Regions from separate parts of the Mus musculus genome. Here regions 1 and 3 are each linked to region 2. Evidence: chromatin contacts called from public Hi-C data. All regions are on one chromosome and are shown on one strand. The core of a region is the stretch at or near the end of the contact, and the rest is flanking DNA. Distances in the headings are between cores, read along the strand shown.

Evidence for each region. A called contact is a pair of places that touch in the nucleus more often than the background predicts.
Region 1: a contact with region 2 is called in a Hi-C map of double positive thymocytes, with 3 times the contacts expected there. The contact joins two enhancer-like sites. A contact is called at or near these places in 2 of 15 datasets of contacts at CTCF or cohesin (large pre-B cells and pro-B cells), 5 of 484 Hi-C or Micro-C datasets (CD4 T cells, the HL-1 cell line, bone marrow-derived macrophages and 2 more) and 2 of 9 other capture datasets (liver and pancreatic islet).
Region 3: a Hi-C map of bone marrow-derived macrophages shows a contact between it and region 2, with 3 times the contacts expected there. The contact joins two enhancer-like sites. A contact is called at or near these places in 2 of 39 promoter capture datasets (both in liver), 3 of 15 datasets of contacts at CTCF or cohesin (large pre-B cells, pro-B cells and stem cell-derived epiblast-like cells), 30 of 484 Hi-C or Micro-C datasets (B cells, bone marrow-derived dendritic cells, bone marrow-derived macrophages and 19 more), 7 of 115 datasets of contacts at active chromatin or transcription factors (Th17 cells, astrocytes, bone marrow-derived dendritic cells and 4 more) and 3 of 9 other capture datasets (adipose tissue, liver and pancreatic islet).

The regions. Positions count from the first base shown.
Region 1 is chr14:30,289,492-30,293,575 of GRCm38.p6, reverse strand. The region is part of intron 3 of Cacna1d (calcium channel, voltage-dependent, L type, alpha 1D subunit); the gene reads left to right. Among named protein-coding and RNA genes, the nearest start is that of Cacna1d, 62 kb to the left of the region's middle. Within about 2 kb of position 1,640, at least 55 of the 459 cell types and tissues checked have an H3K27ac peak or open chromatin away from gene starts, as enhancers often do. A contact at or near this core is called in double positive thymocytes and pancreatic islet, where this site is marked.
Region 2 is chr14:30,135,608-30,139,655 of GRCm38.p6, reverse strand. All of the region lies in intron 9 of Cacna1d (calcium channel, voltage-dependent, L type, alpha 1D subunit), which reads left to right. Among named protein-coding and RNA genes, the nearest start is that of Gm52106, 65 kb to the right of the region's middle. Within about 2 kb of position 2,470, at least 44 of the 459 cell types and tissues checked have an H3K27ac peak or open chromatin away from gene starts, as enhancers often do. A contact at or near this core is called in bone marrow-derived macrophages, double positive thymocytes and pancreatic islet, where this site is marked.
Region 3 is chr14:30,369,283-30,373,364 of GRCm38.p6, reverse strand. It overlaps a transcript of Cacna1d not described here. Among named protein-coding and RNA genes, the nearest start is that of Cacna1d, 18 kb to the right of the region's middle. Within about 2 kb of position 2,119, at least 3 of the 459 cell types and tissues checked have an H3K27ac peak or open chromatin away from gene starts, as enhancers often do. A contact at or near this core is called in bone marrow-derived macrophages, where this site is marked.

The sequences.
Region 1 (4,084 bases), core at 391-2,890, 150 kb before region 2:
ATTTTGTTTTTATTTATTTTTGCTGATGTTTCCATTTTCACTTTTTCTTTATTTTTGACAAATTAGTACATGTATATCATGAAACCTGACTATATCTAACTCCCATTTTCATCTTCTGGTTCCTCCATAGACTCTAGAATATGTCTTCCTTCCAACATAATGTCTCCTCCTCCTCCTCCTCCTCCTCCTCCTCCTCCTCCTCCTCCTCCTCCTCCTCCTCTTCTTCTTCTTCTTCTTCTTCTTCTTCTTCTTCTTCAACTTAGTATATTTAATTAGTGCTATATAAATGTGTGTAGGTGTGGGGCCATCTACCAAAGCATGGGAAATCTACTAGTGGCTTTGTCTTCAATAAAGAAGGGTCTCCAGAGCCAGGTGTGGTAGCACATCCTTTAATCACATCACTCAAGAGAGAAGCAGGCAGATCTCTAAGGGTTTGAGGCCAGCCTGGCCTGCATAGTGAGCTCTAGGACAGCCAAGGCTACATAGAGAGATCCTGTTTGAAAAAAACATACTAAGAAAAATCAAAGAGTTTCTCTCTTCTTCAGCAACTTTATCCACGGCCGGCACCTCTTCAGAAAGGGCCTCGGCCTAGAGATCACCTACCCCGTCAGTTGCCAGGGTTTTGGCTGATTTGATTTTATACAGGTCTTATGCAAGTAGCAACAGCTGCTGTGAGTTCATGATTGTGACAGCCAGGTCATGCCCGGAAAACAGCATTTCACAGACTCCTCCACGTACTCTGGCTCTTCTATTCTTTCTGCCCAACTTCTGTAGTGTGACTGGCCCTTGATAATAGTAAGGTTAATAAAGAGAGCCTGTTTGCGGGCTGAGCACTGTGACCAGTGATGCATCTCTCCATTGGCTCCTGCCCACTGCAAAACGAAGCTTCCCTCACCGTGGCTGAGTGCAGCCTGGGTCTGTGGACGTAAACTTAAATATTTAGAATGCAATTTGACAGCATGTCCATTTAGTAAAGGAACAGTACTAGGTTCTTTTTAAAGGATGCAGACTACTTCTCTCCACAGTCCTCTCTCCATTCTGCTGCCTTAGTTTGCAGCTGGTTCAGGAACAGTGCACACTGCCCTCTTCCACTGACGTGAGTTCTTCTGCTCCTATTCCTTTTGCAGAGAATTTTCTTTTGTTTCTTCTTGGTATTAGGGAGGGGAGCCTTCCTTCTCTTAAGCATCTTCCACTCTGAATTTAGAATTGCCATGATAAACTGTAAGACAATGTAGTCTTCCCCTTTCCTTCCTTCTTCCGTCCCCACCCCCCTCTCTGCCTCCTCCTCTAACTCCTCCCTCTCATTCCCCTCATACCATCTCCCTTTCTATTCCCCTTTCTCTTCCCCTTGTCTCTTCTCTTAACAAGAGTGGCCTGGAATTTGTGATCTTTCTGTCTCAGCCTTCAGAGAGCTAGGGTTATAGGCATGTGTTGCACCTAGCTTTCTTGTGAGATTTCTGTCTCCATAAACCCAAACTTTCTCAGATCAGTAACTGTGTCTTATACTTGTGTGAGGCCCAGTGCGGGTACCTGCCGAGGGCCTAAGGAACCCAGGGCTCCAGGAAGGAAACTGCACCTGGGTAAGAGCAGCTGCTCTCAGGTTCTAATGAGAACTTCCTGGCCACGTCAGCAGCTGCTTGCCATAGCAGTCAGGCTGTCTTCCCGTGTGTTAGAGCAGGGACACCAAGAGATTCTGTGGAGTAGTGATCTCAGCTGCAGAAAAAGTTAAACTGATGCCGTTTCAGACACTTCAGCTGACACACGGATGCAGAGTGGCCTCACTACCAATTAGTGGAGCTATTTTAGTGAAGGTTTGAATAAATCCTGACTTCTCTGACTAATTAGGTGAGGCTTTTGTTCACATAGACCCAGCCCTCAGTAAGTTGTATAGAAGGCACAGTTTACATGGATGCAGCAACTGACTTATGCACTTGCCACATGCTCCTGCATGTGAAGAGCAAGCTCCTGCAGGACGCATGCGCTGATGTGGGAAGCCTTAGCAGTGCTGCCACTGCAGTTGTGACTGTCACTGTCCCTAGAGACAGCAGCCTGCTCAGATGCATGCTCCAGTGCCTTTAGACTGGTTGTAGCAGAGACCTCAATATAAGGTGTGCGTTTCCACTCTGATTTTATATATACATACATATATATGTATATATTTATATGTGTATATACATAGATGCATATATGTGTATATAACATAACAAATATATACTAATATGTTATAATATTATATGTATATGTTATACATACACACACACATATACTTAAAAAGAAATAGTTGTATTAAAATTTGTTATGAGAGCCACTTTCTTCCCAAGTCAATTAAAACAGTGTAACACTTAATAGTTTTTGTTCTTACTTTTTCTTTTCTACGTGAAAGGCAGGGTCTTTCTATATAACCAGGCTGGTCTGAAACTTACTGTGTAACCAAGTATAGCCAATCATCTTTCCTCCTCTTTCTAAGCACTGAAACTATGGGCATTTGTTACTATGTCCATTTGATACATCTTGTACATTCATCCATAGGCTCCCAAATGCTGGAATATTTAGCCATACACACACACACACACACACACACACACACACACACACACATATGTGTGTGTGTGTGTATTAGGCTCATGACCAGGGAATCAAGTATGTTGACTCAATCTTAAGAGATATGTGTATTTCAAACTAAAACTTGCATTATTGTATCATAGACAAAAAGATATGTGAGCTAAACACAACTGTTCCTTCTGAAGTATACATGGGTATATATATATATATATATATACACACATATATATATTAAATATGGTATATAATACACATATATCATGTTATATGAATATATATATATATAAAAGTAGTCGGAGATTGGAAGTCAGCAAACTGCTTTTTCTGTCACTGGATTTATTGTGACTGATACTATAAGTAGATAGTTTTTTTTTTCCCTTCCCCCTTACACTTGGGGGAATTCTCTCTGCTTGCCAGGCCTTGCCAGCCCACAGCGCCTGTGTGAGTGATGTACACAGGGACTCTTCTTCCCACCGCCATCTTTGAGTGCCCAGCAGGATGGCCACTGGATTGACTGTGCAGAAACATTTCCTGACCATTCCTTAGTACTTTTCCAAGATGCATAGTTCGTCTTCTTCACCTTCTGTCTCAGGGTCAGGTGTCAGGTTGTTCTTTCCCCTTCTCCCGTAGCACAGTGTGTGGGCATTTGCTGCAGGAGGTCAAAACAGCCAGGAGAGTGCAGCGGCTCAGGCTCCAGAGGGTGGCCTTGTTCCTAGGAAGGCATCACTAAAGCTGGTTAAGCGTCTGGGAGGCTGCCTTGGGTTAGCAATAGGAAAGGGTTCTGCAGTGTAGGGAGACAGTTACACCATGTGGCTCTCATGCATCTGTGTCATCTCACATGGAAACAGCCCCTTAAGAATTTCATCCTGAAGGCCAGTGCTATTGCAAAGCACTTTGTGGTGTATGAGAGAATATTCTGAATTTTCCCACTGCCTGCACGGTGCTCTTTCTATGAAGTGTAGTGCAGTCTGAGGATGCTCTCTACTCAGACTGAGCTGGAAACCAAAATAGACTTTGTAAGCGTTCATCACCACAGGTACTTAAGACGAATCTATTTCTAACTATGCCTTCTATGACCTGTCTTGCCAAGCCATGGATGATACTGAACATTAGCAAGGATTCAGCCACAACCATATCACAAGGATGAGGCAGGGCTTTGCTGATGGAGTTCAGGTGGGAGGCGACATTGGAGGATGGGCCTTCTGCCCTGTCCTCAGTCACCTTCTGGCTGCCTTAACTGTTTCCTATTAGTTACTCTCCAGACACTAGAGAGGTTCAGAAAGGTCAGTACACAAAGGGACTTAAGGCTTTTAACCCTGGGGGTCCAGCACTGTCACCCAGGGGCTCATCCCTGTGTCCAATTCAGATCGTGCCCAGCGATGTTCCGTTCCTCCTCTGTGACCTGATGCAGGGAGAAGGGGGCTCAAGCTGTGTTCCCCTCACAGGAGAGTGTTCACCTGCTTCTCACCCTGGTTCCTCTCCTTGCCTTTGCTTGATGAGCCCTTCTAGGATTTTTCCTTAT
Region 2 (4,048 bases), core at 1,221-3,720:
CTTATTGTGGGGACTCTTAGGGACCAGTAATTCCTCTAAGTAGTAATAATTGATACCCAAAGAAAGGAGGAGCGGGTACCTGCTGCCCCCATTGCCCACAAGAGTACCTGACTGTAGCCTGCTTCCTTGTTGGTCCCAGAGTGGTGGCCACTGCCCACCCACCTCTCATTGCTTCTTCTACCATGGGCCTCAGTGCAGAAGGTCACCCTGGCTGCCTGCCTGGCCAGTGCTACCTGATTTTTGTTTGTCTGTTTGGTTTCCTGCATTGGTTTGTTTCAGGGGTCAGCAGAGAGTCACAGGTGGCATAGCTGTTTGTAAATAAACACCATGGTGCTTTGCTGACCTTGTTTTGAAAGACTGTATTTGAGGAATGCAGCTCAGTTGGTAAAGTGCTTGCCTGACATGCACAAAGCCTTGTGTTTGGTCCCCAGCTCCTTATAAACTGGACATGGTATGCCATAATCTCAGCACTGGAGAAGAAGAGACAGTGTGATACAAAGTTCAAGGTTACCCTTGGAGACCAGGCTCCAGGATGTGTAAAATTCTATCTCAAATAAAACAAACAAAAAAAAAAAAAAAAGAAAAGAAAAGAAAAAGAAAATCACATTTCTTTTTTTTCTTTTAATTTATAAGACAGCTTTTTAATCACAAAGTATCCCAAAGAAGTTTAGAAATGAAAATATTCTACCAAAAACCATAGAAGAAACAGCAGCAGTAGGTAGGTGGCTCACGATAAATATGAGTCCAGGTCACCTACCCTCTCTGGAGGAGCAGCTGGCAGTGCTATGACTGGGGAGACTGATGGGAGGGCCAGCCCTGGGGTCAGAGGTTGGATGCAGTGCCCACTGTCATCTGCCCTGGCCTGCTCTCCCCTGGGACGATTAAATCAGCACATGCCGTGTGGCTTTCATCACAAGCTTAAGCAGTCTGGTATTTATTTACTCAAAGGTCATGGGGCGGCAATTAGCATTTATCTGGCATTTCGTGTGTATCAGATGCTGTTCCTGGGGCTATGGGCACATGAGTTCTTATTCTTCACACTGCTCTATGAGACAGGAACTTGATGGATGAGGAAATCAGAGTGTGCCAGCCTTACATAGCCTCCCGAGGCTGCGCAGTCGTGAAGCGCTGCACTGGAGTTGGAACCCACCACTGTTGGCGCTCAGGGTAGCAGCGTGAACCTGGGAGAGTGGGGCCTAAAAAAACAAGGTGGAGTAAAGTCCCATGCAATAGCCAGCTTTATTCAGAGCATCAGACAGTTTATACTCTGGGGGTTAACAAGAGTCACCTGAGAAAAGTGTACAGTCAGGAGGACAAGACACACATGGCAAAACCATGCTTTTCCTTGGAGGAGTAAACAAGTAACAATAGCCAGTTGTAATGAATAGTCTGAAGTGAGCTCACTCCTATTCACTACTACACCCAGGAAGGGGACATAAGCGCATTCCAAAAACAACCCACATCCTGTTGCACCGAGGTTATAAGACCTCTTGTCTTAGTTACTTAGAGTTTTCTCACAAGGTCTCAGAGATCTCACACAGCTTTGTTCATGGGCTATGTTCCAACTCATGGGTATTGGAACATTTGTGCCATGTTCTTCAGGGTTAGGTTGGGGAGGGGGAACTTGCAGTGTGGAGAGAGCATGCCCTTTGTAGAAATGCAGTAGTCCCACTAAGGTGTAGGCCCGTGTTCCTATGCTTTTGCAGGCCCCAATATGGCCCCCTATACTGCCTGTGCACTCCCATTTCTGAGCATGCACATGTAGACTCTACTTTAGAGGTTAGCTGGATGGCTTGGCACGAGTTCAGAAATGCAGCACTGCTAGATGTCAGAGAGTCTGTGACTGTCTCCCTTGTGACCCGATGACCATTAGGGGCTTTAGTAACAAGGATGCTAACAGTTATGGGTGGTCATGTGTCGCTGGAGTGAAGCACATCGCTTCTCTTACCTTGGTTCTCATTTACTTCTTCTCCAGCAACTCATTAGCAATGGCCCAGTCCTTGCTAATATCTCACGAGTAAGCAACACTAGGTAACCAATCCATGTTCATACAGCAGTGGGAGGTACAGTTGTCAGAGTCCAGAGCCCACCTTCTTCACTGCCACCTGCCCTGCCCCAGAGACCAGTCCTGATTGGCATCACACTCCCAATTCATACCCAGAGCCTCTGACTCCCTGAAGGGCACTTTCCTTAAGCACTTTCTTAGATGCAAGGACAAACATAGGAGACCTGTGTCACAAACTAGATAGTAGATTGCGCATTCAGAATAGGTTCTCTGGGACAGGTTGACAAATGCCCTCAACCCTTCAGATCCTGAGCTATAGATTCCTAGCTAGGAGGAGTGGGTGGCAAAAGTGGATTGGAGACATGCCGACATGCCTCAGGCCTCCGCTGTTCCACACTGGACCAGCTGTTGCTGCCCTTTCTGCCCGCCTGCTTGCCTGCCTGCCTGCCTGCTAGGCTGCCCTGTTTGTATTGCTCTTGCTGCCCTCTACTGTCTGGTAATGGAATTGCCTGTGTTCAACCTGAAGGGGTCACGGTGGCTGATCTGCTAAGAGAGGATAAGAAGAAAAGGAAGTTTTGCTGCTTTCGACAACGCAGGGCTAAAGATCACGGTAACTTGCTGAGGTGTTCTTGCTCTGTGGAGGCTCCTTGCCTGACGTTTCTGGTTTCCTCTCCCTGTGCATAGGCATTGCGTGAGCTGCATGCGCTGTGTGGAAAGTGCCTATGTTTTAATCGCTTGGTTTCTCTGATGCTTGGTCATGCTTGGTCTTTTGGCCTTTTCCCTCAAACGTGTGGCATCACTGAGATGGCACCTTTCCGTTTGCACTGTGCCTATGAAGAAGCCTCTGAGCCAACTGAGGGAGCTCGTTTGATTCAGTGTGAATATTCTTAGCCTGGAAGACACGCTTGGAAATGCTTTTCCTTGAATGATGCTTTTAAGTTTAAACTGTTTAGAAATTCCAATAATGTTATTTGGCTGATTTTTTTTTCCAGGCTACATGTTTCAAATTGCTTCTTGGGCGTCGCTGGCTCATTTACCCAAGGCCATGCTAAAGCTAGTAATCTCAGCTTCAAGAGTAAGGGAGGTAGCCCCCCCCCAAAAAAAAAAACCAACCAAAAACAGAACAAAAGCCATCTGGGGGCACTCAGTTCTCTTCAATGAGAATAGCCTTATTTGGGAAGTATAAAGTTAAATATAAAGTTTTGTCCTAAATACTGTTGACCGCACCCTTACCCCGTCCCCAACCACTTGACAAAGCATCCAGGATCATTAACATAGAGATGTGTATACCAAGAACAGCTTGCCCAGCTGTCTGTGGGTCACTGCTGTAGCTGGGAGGCAGTGCACGCTTTGCTTGGATACCTTGGCATGGACAGCTTAGTGCTGACACCAAGATGGACCCCAGTCAGAAAGAGGAAAAAATCTTTGAGAAGACATGGACTGCAGAGGCAGATAGCCAGCTGCGCGCCAGCCGCTCACCCAGAAGAGAGATACACGGCATGGTTTTGTTGCAGTGTGAGAATGCTGAGCTCAGAGGTTAAGTGGGGTTGTCTGTGTTAGAATCCTAGCCTCCTCAGAAGGCCTGAAGAGGAAAGGCATCAGGGGATAGTCAGATGGAAAGCATTTGGCTCACAGGGCCCTAAAAGCTCGAGAAGGAAGAACTCTGTAAAGCTTGCACACCAATATAGGCCAAGGATGAAGCCGACCTGCTTGGGTTTAGTATTTACAACATGCTGATGAGTGCCTTGGGGCCTCTGTCAAGAGAGGTAACCCCTCCTGGGGGCCACTCACCTCAGTAGCAGCGTGGCCTCTGGGGTGGTTTGACGATGTGAGAGAGAGGAAGCCATCTTATCTCTTTGAGGAAGCTGGCTTCCTGGAGTGAGGAATGGCCGTTCTATTGCTGGGAACACAGACCGACTCTGCTGGCGATGGTGGGGCAGGAACCTCGGTTGCTGTGCCACCTTTCCCACAGTACCACCTTTCTCTTTCTCTAACAAAGAGAGTAGTTTTTCTGGGCACAACTCCAGGTCTTGATTCAGACCT
Region 3 (4,082 bases), core at 870-3,369, 230 kb before region 2:
TAGTGTTCTGCCAGGATCTGCTTAGTTCCCTGGGAATGAGAGCAGAGAGTGAGGAGAGGTCACAAAACAGAGTCTGCTACAGGGCTGGGAATGAAACTGGGGGATTGGGTGTGGAGGGGAGGAGGGAGAGGGAAGATCTGAAGCTCATCTACCTGCTTTGGTGTCCTCCTTGCTTCTCTGGCAGGCTTGGCCAGTGGGTTCCTAGGGAATGCCTGCTGGAATTGGGGGTTGGAACAACAGGGCTAGTGGAAAGGAAGGTTGGAGGATTTGATCTGAGTAATCTGCAGCAGAGGGGGCCAGAGAGCAGGGGAAATCACAGCAAGTGATCTGCTACAAAGTTTGGGGTGAGATGGTGTGTGTGTGTGTGTGTGTGTGTGTGTGTGTGTGTGTGTGTATTGGGTGGGGAGGGGTTGGGTTTAGAGGAGAGGTGACCATCTTTAGTTAGGATAGCTGCTTCCCTGGCTGCGGGGGTGGGGGAGGCTTCAGGTTCCCAGGGGATTCCTGTTGGAGTTGGGGGTTGGGGAAAGGAAGTGTGGAGGGGAAGAAGGGGGAGCCAGAGCTGATTCAGAACTGGGGATGAGGCCAGTGGACTGGATTTGGGGGATAGGAGGAAGAGGTGAAGAGCTGTAGGTAGCCAACCTGCTTCCCTGGCTAGAGTCTATAACATGGTTTTTATCACATCAGCATGTGACAGCCATGCCTTTGTTAAAGCAATCAAGAGAAGAAGAAAATGTATAGTAGTCTACATTTGAATACATACTTACCATTTCCGGTGCTCACCTCCAAAGATTCAAGTTTCTGTCTAGTTTCTAAAACACTTTACTTTTTCTTGAAAAACTTAGTCTTCTGACCTTTTTAATGGTAGGAGTTCTGTTGGTTTTCATTTATACGAAAAAGACCTTTATTTACCTCTTACTTTTAGCCAAAAAGAATTGTTTCTTGTTTTTTCATGTTTGTGTATCTAACTTGACTCAGACTCAGACATTTTCACGCCAGCTAAGCAGCAATAGAAATCCCCCCACCCACCCCCAAGTTCTTTCAGTTCCTAGCTGTCATTTCTGTTGCCTGTTCTGGGGTTTTCTTCATGGGGTCCTGGTATGGTGTCAACCAGGAATTTGGGTACCACTTGTATTCAGATAATTTCTTAGTATAATACTTTTTGTGAGATCCTTTCTACTATCTTTTTTGCAGTTCCCCAGCCTTTCCACTAGCCTACACTCCATTTTAGGTTTTAAAATCAACCTGTCTGTCTGTCTGTCTATTTGTCTATCTATCTCTTTGTGTAAAGGTTTTGCTTGCATGTGAGCTTGTCTACCATGTTTGTGTGCCATGTGCATACCTGGTGCCAACAGAGTTCAAAAGATGATTTCAGATCCTCTGGAACTAGGATTACAGAGGACTGTGAGTTACTCACATGGGAGATGGGAGTTGAACCATGGCCCTCTGGGAAAGCAATCAGTGATCTTAACTGTGGAGCCAGTTCTCCAACCCCAGATCCCAGTTTTTAAAAACTTGTGTCTCTCATCTTATGTCTGGTTTTGACCAACTTCCAATTATTTTACACAGTTTAGACATTTTGTCATGATTTTGTAGTTTTTCTCTGGAGGAGAAATACATTTTCCAAGCTATTCCAGGGGAACCTTAACTATAGATTTAACAGGAGCAAGTGCCCTGGCGCCTGCCACTCTGTAGTTTTTCCATTGAGCTAGGTTGGGTTGGTTTGCTTCCTGTCAGGATCTCTTGAAGGCACTAAGGCCTTGCCTTCCGCTGCCTTGCAGTTGTGTGCTTTTCTTCTTCCTTTTTTTCTCTAACGTTAAAAAATTATATTGCTTCTCTCCTTTCCTTTTGTCTTAGTTAGGGTTTCATTGCTGTGAACAGACACCATGACTAAGGCAGCTCTTTTAAAGACAAATATTTAATTGGGGCTGGCTTACAGTTTCAGAGGTTCAGACCATTATCATCATGGCAAGAGCATGGCACCATCCAGGCATATACGGCAAGAGAAGAAGCTGAGAGTTCTACATCTTGATTCAAAGGCAGCTAGGGGGAGACTGTCCTCTGCAGGCAGCAGCAGGAGGCTTTCTTCCACACTGGCCTGAGCCAGGAGACCTCAAAGCCTGCCTACACAGTGACATACTTCCTCCAGCAGAGCCATGCTTCCTCTAACATGGCCATGTCTCCTAATTATTGCCACTCCTATGACCAAACATTCAAACATATGAATCTGTGGGCGTCAAGCCTATTCAAATCACCATAGCCTAAGTCTTCCCATATCCCTTCATTCCATCTCAAATTGATGACTTCCTTTTAAAAATTATCATACACACACACACACACACACACACACACACACACACACACAACCACAGAGTCTGTTTAATATGGCTTGTGTATATATATGTGATTTCATGCGCACCACTTTGTTTTGGATAACTAATAGGGGGTTTTCCTTATACCTGGGAGAGGCTAATTCTCCTTCTTTCTGCTGTCATTAGTGGCTTATTGTCCCTTGTCTCAGGGTGGGACCTTATGAGATTTCCTTCTTCTGCATTAGCATGTTATTGATATTGTTACTGTTCAGGTCTTGTTTAGGCAGCCATACTGAATCATACTGAATTTCCCTTCACCCCCTACAATCTCACAGCATCCCTGTTACCACGGCTCTTATAACTCTCTGCCTTCTCTTTTGAGATGTTCATAGAGCCTTAAGTGCAGGTATTGCATTGTAGATGTACCCCCTGGGGCTGCCTTCTTCCACCCAAGATTGGTTCTATGTTTACATTATTTTTAGAAAAATTTCTAGGAAGAGAAGTGGGGAAAATCTTCCCAGTGTGGAAGAGAGCCTCTGCCTGGCTGCCTGCGGAGGACAGATTCCTCTGCCTCACTTAGTATTTTTAGAATAATTTTCTAGGAAGAGAATTGGGAAAAATCCTCATTGTGTCCTTTAAAACATGAAGTCTCTTGCAGTCTGTGCACCGCCCAGGGTCTCTTTGGTGGCTTGTCTGATGTGATGTAGGAGCCACATCAATAGAGCCTTGGGAAGCCGTGGAGTTCCCGGTGCACAGAGACCTCTGAGAGGACACAGCATTCCTGCAGGGGTTGACTTCACGGCTAAGACTTGCAGTATTGCTGTCTTCCTTTTGGCTTCTACTTAGCCAGTTTCCTTGAAGGATCGTAGCCACTGTTGGTGTTTTCTCAGTAATGTGTAGCTCCTACTGGGAAAATGACAAGCAGACATTCGTGGGCAAGACCGGAAGAGTGGAGGCTGTGCTTGGCTTTAGGAAAAGTGACATCGTTAACATTTTAAATGATTATTTATTGGCTTACACAGAGGTAGGTCTCAATGTTGCATTCTTCAAGCCAAATTGTTTTTGATGTTTTTCTTCTGCTCCTCTGACCCACCCTGGAACCCCCTTTCCTCTTTCAGGCTGGATCTGACTTTTGCCTGTCCCCACCTTCTCAGTACCTCTTCTTCCCCTCTCAGCTCTGCTCTCTGGTTTCATAGTTTATCCCCATTCCCTTACCCCTTTCTTATATACGTAGGAACATTAAATTTAGGACCTATAAATTAGAGAGGACGTGTGAACGTTGTCTTTCTGAGACTGAATCACTCTGTTTCATACTTTTCAGATCTATCCATTTCTGACAAATTTCATTATTCCATTGTTTACTCATGGCAGAGTAAAATTTTTGTATGAACGTCATACTGTCATTATCCATTCGTCTGTTGATGGGTATCTAGGCTGCTTCCCTTCCCTTGCTATTGTGAATTCTATACTAAGGAACATGCCTGCTTATTCCCTCTGCTACTCATGCTGAAATATCGGCTAGCTTGACCATGTGCAGGTCTTGGTGCTGCTTAACCACAGCTTCCAGGAGCTCATGGGCACAATGGCCAGGCTATGCTTAGAAGAGTGTCCCACATATTCTTCCCTAGCCTCTGGATCTTACAATTCTTTCCACTCCCTCTTTTGTGATGTTCTCTGATCCTCAGTGGTGGTTGATATAAATGCCTCATTTAGGTGCTGGCTACATGGCTCAGTGGGTAAAGGTACTTGCTGCCAAGCCTGAAGACCTTAGTT